Linked DNA regions of Anser cygnoides: region 2 is linked to region 1. A link is a contact called in public Hi-C data. All regions are on one chromosome and are shown on one strand. The core of a region is the stretch at or near the end of the contact, and the rest is flanking DNA. Distances in the headings are between cores, read along the strand shown.

Region 1 (3,048 bases), core at 196-2,695:
CATAAGCATGTTCTGGAGCAAACCCCCAAAATCATAAAAATCACGTCTTGGCACATCAGGTGAACACAGGGAAGAGCAAAGAGGCCTTCCAGTCCGACCAGTGTTTCCTGGTTCCCGTGACAAGGCGTGCAGGCACAAACTAATTAAAGCTCTTACCGCTCCGGGAACAAACCTGTGTTTTACACCTCGCTGGCACGGCACAGCTCTGTCCTGAATGAATGGCCAACCTCACCAACAGTTCACCGGGCCCAGATGAGACATCATTAATTAGAACCTAAAGCATGTATTAACGTGGCCGAGCCCTGAAGGGTGCCGAGGTGGAAAATTGAGGTTTTTTTAAAAGATAAATACAAAAAACTTGAAATGGAAGCCACCCAGAAGTCAAAAGTATATAAAAAAAAAAAGTTAGAGGGGGAGGTAGGAGGCTATAAAACCTGAATCTTGGCACTTCGCTGTGCAACTTCTACCCCAACTCACAAGCGTTCATGAAATCAACTTCTTGTGAAAGTAATTAGTGGAAACACTTGCTCAGCTGATGACACATTTGCAAGCAAGCTGTAGAGCCAAGCCCACTGCATCTCACTGCTCTCCTGAAGCCTGAGCCCCGGAGCCCTGTAAATATGCGGGGCTCCTTTCTCTCTGGTTTCAGCCTCTGATTCACACACACACACACGCCAGAGCACGCCTGTGCCTGGCCGCACGCCTGTCAGCTCAGACAGGTCTGACAGAAGCCATCTCAGGTGACTGGCTTTCAGACCACTCCTAATTTCCACCCGCACAGCGACGGTTTGGGAAGCCAAGGAGAGCGCCTACTGCTGCCTCCGCAGGCCGAGCGACCCGAGGCAACGCGTCGCAGCCTCTCGAGGAGCCATGTGGCCGGGGCACGAGGAGCTGCCCTTGTATTGGGTTTGTTTGCTTTAGCGGCTGCTCCTGGCGCTTGGGCAAAGTCCTGAGCGGGTGCTGGGGAGGTGGGATGGGCACCCAGCTCCTGCCGGGGATGGATTCGGGCTCCGCAGGCACTCCACGCACAGGGATGCTCTGCCGGCACCCTCTTGCTGCCCTTGCTGGACCTCCGGTGAGGAGCTGCAACAGGGCAGAAGAGTTGGGTTTTAATAATGCACACCGAGCACTGTTAGGAAACAAAGGATCCCGGCAAAAAGCCAAGTTTAAAAAAAAAAAGTGAAAAGTGAGCTCGTTACAGCACACAGCCCACCACTGTGACTAAAGCTTGTGCAGTTTGCATACCCTCATGATGCAGAAGCAGCCCTGCGTTTCAGACCTCGACGGCTCAAATTTCCCCCCTCCCAGCACCCTGTAAAGAGGGCAGGGCTCCCCCCAGGCAGGGAGAGGCACTTGGCAGCATCAAACCCCACCGGCAGCCTCTCCGAGGTTACGACCTGCAGGGCCTCTGCTCGCCTCCGAGCTCTGATGAAGCGTAGCTCAGAGCAAACATCACCAAAAACAGCCACCAGCAATGGGGCAAAGTGCTGATCCTCACTGCGCTCGGCGTCTGTCTACAGAGGGAAGGAAGAGTGTGCTCCGGCTGTGTCCTTTAATGCTCACTAAGCCAATAAAATGATAACATGTGAACGATCCGTCTTGTCAGCTAGCACACTGCTGCACAGGTCCCCGAACGGGGAGCCTACGAGCTCTCTAATCCCCCTCAGGTGGAAGCTCCCAACAAAGGCTTGCAGAGGACAGAGCCAATTTAAGCTAACAAGCATGTGGCAGGTTTTAAAGCGCTTACTAATTAGGCTAGCTGGGTCTGGGCAGATTCAAGATCATAACTTCAGGCAACAAATGCTCCCCCCTCCGGGGAAAGCAGAAGTCACGGGAACAAGCAGCAGTTCGGGCCACGGGATGATCTCTGTCAGCAAAGCCGCGCTCCTGGCTTTCAAAGAAACACGGGCTCGCTACGTTTAGCTAAATCAAGGCGACTGGAAATAGCACATGGGGAATCTTGTTTTGCAAATGCGGGCCAGCGCTGAGCGCCTCTGCTTGCGTTTGCCAAGCTAGCAGGAGTGAGAGGTACTCCAAGGAACAAATGACACCTGGTGGGCTCCCTGCAGAGGCAGCCGAGCAGCGAAAGCAGCGCTGCCAAACTCCCCACGTGGCGGCTTCGCGCTGCTCGGTCACAGGCACGCATCTGGCAAAGCTGCTCGGGCTCCTCAGAGCTTCGTGAGCACCGAGGCATCTTCCAGCAACAGCAGCACCGAGCACGAGGAAAACACGGACTGGTTTTGCTGGTGCTCACCCAGCTGCAGCTGGGCCAGCGACGGAGCAAAGAGAGGCCAGCCAAGGGAGCACCAAGAGCAAATTCGACTTTAAAAAAAGGAGGAAAGAAAGAGGGTGAAATTATTATTATTATTGCTTTTTAAAATCATCTTTTTTCTCCCATTTTTTCCCTGGGACCCTGGCCTCCCACCATAAAGGGACGGCAGCAAGAGGTCGCTTCAAGCAGCGACACGCTGCGAGGAAGAAGCGTTTTGGAGCTTTCTGCCACTTGAAGTAAGGAAAGGCAGGCACAGCCCCGGTGACAGTGCTCTGCGCAGCACGAGGCCCCGTGCAGCTGCCCGACCCTGCGACCACAGGGTGAGTTCTGCACGCTCTGAGCGTGATTTCAGTGCAGGCCGAAGAAGATGGGGCTGGCGGCTGTGCTGCTGCGAACGGCAGGGGGTTGCGTGGCTTTTCCGGAGCCCTGTGCCCACCTGTCCCCTCCCCTGCTTGTTTCAGCATCCCTCGCTCCCCATTTGCCTGCACAGCACTTCCACAGCACAGCCCAGGCTACAAAGGTCACCCCCGTCGGGTGTGCTCAGGCCAAGCAGCAGGCAGGAACGGGCTGCAGGTGGGTTTGCAGAAGGGGGCAAAGAGAAGCTGGTCCCTAGCACGAGGGCTCAGGAGCGGAGCTCTCTCCTCGGCACTGAACAGAGAGGGCAGAAACCTTAAAGTCACCGATTCAAACAATACTTGGAAGCGGGGGAGCAAGGCAATCCTCACACCCTCCATCAGCGCCCTTGTTGTGAGCCGGTTTTATGACCTGCCTCCCCG
Region 2 (3,048 bases), core at 382-2,881, 53 kb before region 1:
CAAAGATTTACTGATCTGAAGAACAGAATTTTCTCCTAGTTTAATTCTCCCAATTTGACCTAAATATTTCTAGTTGACTGATTTAACAATAATTATACCCTGATACTTTGTTCTTGCACGCAGCTATCTCTGTGGCCAGGGTATGTCCACATGTGTGCGGTTCTGCTTGGAGGCAAAACACAACCCAAAGCAACAGAAGCTGAAGTGACACAGGCCCCTCCTCTTTGGCACCCTCGCAGCAGCACAAAGGTATCTTACACTGTTGTAGTTATTTATATCCATCTGCTACAGTTCAGAGAGGGAAAAATGCATTGTCTGCCTCTTGATTTAAAAACGGAGGCAGAGCTGTTACACTGTATAAAGCCTGCGTTCTGAACTTCCCTTGGGAAATGGTGTAAAAATAATTGCCTCTACCCCTGGCTCATACCTTCCTGAGACTGGCTACACTACAGAGCTGCTGTCACTAGCTATACCCAAAACATTTTTTGTGATTTACTGCTATTTAAAGGGTACTCCTAAAGGATGAAGTCCTAAAATTTTCTTTGGATATGGGCCTCTCGGAATCAAGCCTGACAAAAAGAGCATTAAAACTTAAAAAAAAAAATCCACCAGCTTCCACTTCATTTGTAAAAGGAAAATGTCTTATTTTTCTTTCCTTTTTCTAATTGATACTGCAAAAAGTGCCCAGAGGCTCTGGACCTCAGTCCCGTTAAGGATAATTTTTCCTAGAAGGGGAAACATGAGAAGGCATCGGAGCTGTCAAACCCTGTCAGCTGCCTGGTTCTTCTTTCCAAAGCAGTCCAACCATTTCGGATGCTAACTGCAAACCGTAAATCAGGAGGCCGAATCCTTAACATCATCATCCTTTGTCTCAACTATTCCATCCTGGGTTTTAAATATTTTTTTTCTCCTTTATTCTAAGCGTCTGTTAAACATATATCCCGCCATCCCGGGGATGTTAGCGTGCCCTCGGCGTTGTTAGTGTAAGAGGCACCGTTTCTTTCCCCGGGGGGAACCTTGACCGATGAACAAAGCTCCCGAGGGGGATCTCCACGCCCAGCACCTTATCGCCTGCCTTTAAAATGGTACCTCCCGCACTTCCTGCCGAGGCGCCCCGCAGCCTGACAAAAGGCCGGCTTTCTGCTGCCACCCAGGGAGGTGATGGGGAGCCGAGAACCCCCCCCGGGCCCTCCCGGTTACCGGCGCCGATCCGGCGGCTCCGCAGCCCCCGCAGCCCCGCGGCCCATTCATTCCCACCCCGTCCCCTCCCGAGGGCAGGCCCCGCGCTCGGCCTCCGAAGCCCTACGGGGGCCGGGCAGGCCGGGCGCGGCCACCGGGCGGACCGGCAGCGAGCGGGGCCGGCGCCCTTCTCCTTCCTCCTCCTCCTCCTTCCCTTCCCACCCGACCTCCGGCGGCTCTCCCGCTGCCGGTGCCGCCGCCGCCGCCACTCACCCCGGTGCCGTTGTCGCACACCACCACCTTCCTGCCCAGCGTGTCCATCCCTGCGCCGCCGCCGCCGGCCCAACCGCCGCCCAACCGCCGCCCAACGGCCGCCCCGCTACCGGCACCGGGACCCCCCCCGCCCCCGCCGCGCACGCCGGAAGCCGTCAGCGCCCCGCCGCCGCCCAATCACGCGCCCACGGCCCCGCCTCCCCGCGCCCCGGGAGCGCCGCCCTCCCCCCGGTTGCCGTGGCGGCGGCCGCCCGGCAGGGGGAGCCGGCCCGTCATGGCGGCCGGCGCTGTCCCCGCCCTGCCTTCGCCATCCCCACGGCGACCCTCAGGGGTGCCCGAGTGGTTTGGGCCGTTCAAACGCGTTGTGTCCTTCCAGTGTTCTCAAATAATAAAGGATATCCCTGCTTTGCCTCTGATGGCCCCCAGATTCCCCCTACCACCACCATCACCCACTAAACCACGTCCCCAAGCACCACGTCCAGCCTTTCCTTGAACACCCCCAGGGACGGTGACACCACCACCTCCCTGGGCAACCCGTCCCAATGCCTGACTGCTCCTTCTGAGGAGAAATGCCTCCTCATCTCCAGCCTAACACTCAAGAAATCAGCAGCAGGCCCAAGCTTGCTCTGGTGAGGCCGCACCTCGAGTACTGTGCTCAGTTTGGGGCCCCTCACTACAAGAAGGACATCGAGGCCCTGCAGCATGTCCAGAGCAGGGCTACGAAGCTGGTGAAGGGCCTGGAACACAAGTGCTGTGAGGAGCGGCTGAGGGCACTGGGGTTGTTTAGTCTGGAGAAGAGGAGGCTTGGGGGAGACCTTATTGCTCTCTACAACTGCCTGAAAGGACGGTGTGGGGAGCTGGGGGTCGACCTCTTATCACAGGTAACTTGTGATAGGACTAGAGGGAATGGCCTCAAGTTGCGCCAGGGGAGGTTCAGGTTGGAAACGAGGAGACATTTCTCCTCAGAAAGAGCAGTCAGGCACTGGGACAGGCTGCCCAAGGCGGTGGTGGAGTCACCGTCCCTGGGGATGTTCAAGGAAAGACTGGACATGGTGCTTAGGGACATGGTTTAGTGGGTGACATTGGTAGTAGGGGGATGGTTGGACCAGATGGTCCTGAAGGTCTTTTCCAACCTTAATGATTCTATGATCCTCTGAACAGCAGCATGCTATAATTAGACACAGAGACAACAAAAGCACATGCTTTTTCTGTATACTTGCACATCCAAGTCACACACGAATAATAGTTCTGATTTTTTGGCATGCTTCGAAATGTAAAAAAAACAGCAGAATGTGTGCCTTTTTATCATGCTTTAATTGCATTCAGACATTGAAAGTGATGCGAAGGCAAGGCATCGCCTCATCGGGCAAGGAGGCAACCCAAATGAACGTGGGCTGATCCTGCATGATGCAGCTATCATGGAAGAACTTCTGGTCATTCTGGAGCCCAGCAGCTGCACCTGGGTATGTCTTGCACTCTGGTATAGATAAGCTTAGCCTTAATATTTTCCATTTTCACTGCATGATGTTCTCATATTTTTTAAAGTCAAGGTTTAATGTTGTGGGCTGGAGTCAAATACATTAAGCAATTGCTTTA

What was found. A called contact is a pair of places that touch in the nucleus more often than the background predicts.
Region 2: a Hi-C map of fetal liver shows a contact between it and region 1, with 1.8 times the contacts expected there. The contact joins the promoter of ACTR2 here to the enhancer-like site in region 1. A contact is called at or near these places in 5 of 7 Hi-C or Micro-C datasets (fetal liver, granulosa cells and liver).

What each region holds. Positions count from the first base shown.
Region 1 is chr3:823,363-826,410 of Taihu_goose_T2T_genome, reverse strand. All of the region lies in intron 2 of CEP68 (centrosomal protein 68), which reads right to left. Among named protein-coding and RNA genes, the nearest start is that of CEP68, 11 kb to the right of the region's middle. Within about 2 kb of position 1,445, at least 1 of the 3 cell types and tissues checked has open chromatin away from gene starts, as enhancers often do. A contact at or near this core is called in fetal liver, where this site is marked.
Region 2 is chr3:876,848-879,895 of Taihu_goose_T2T_genome, reverse strand. It overlaps ACTR2 (actin related protein 2), which reads right to left and starts at 1,631. Exons shown (of 9, transcript XM_066995329.1): 1 at 1,453-1,631. The coding sequence starts at 1,500.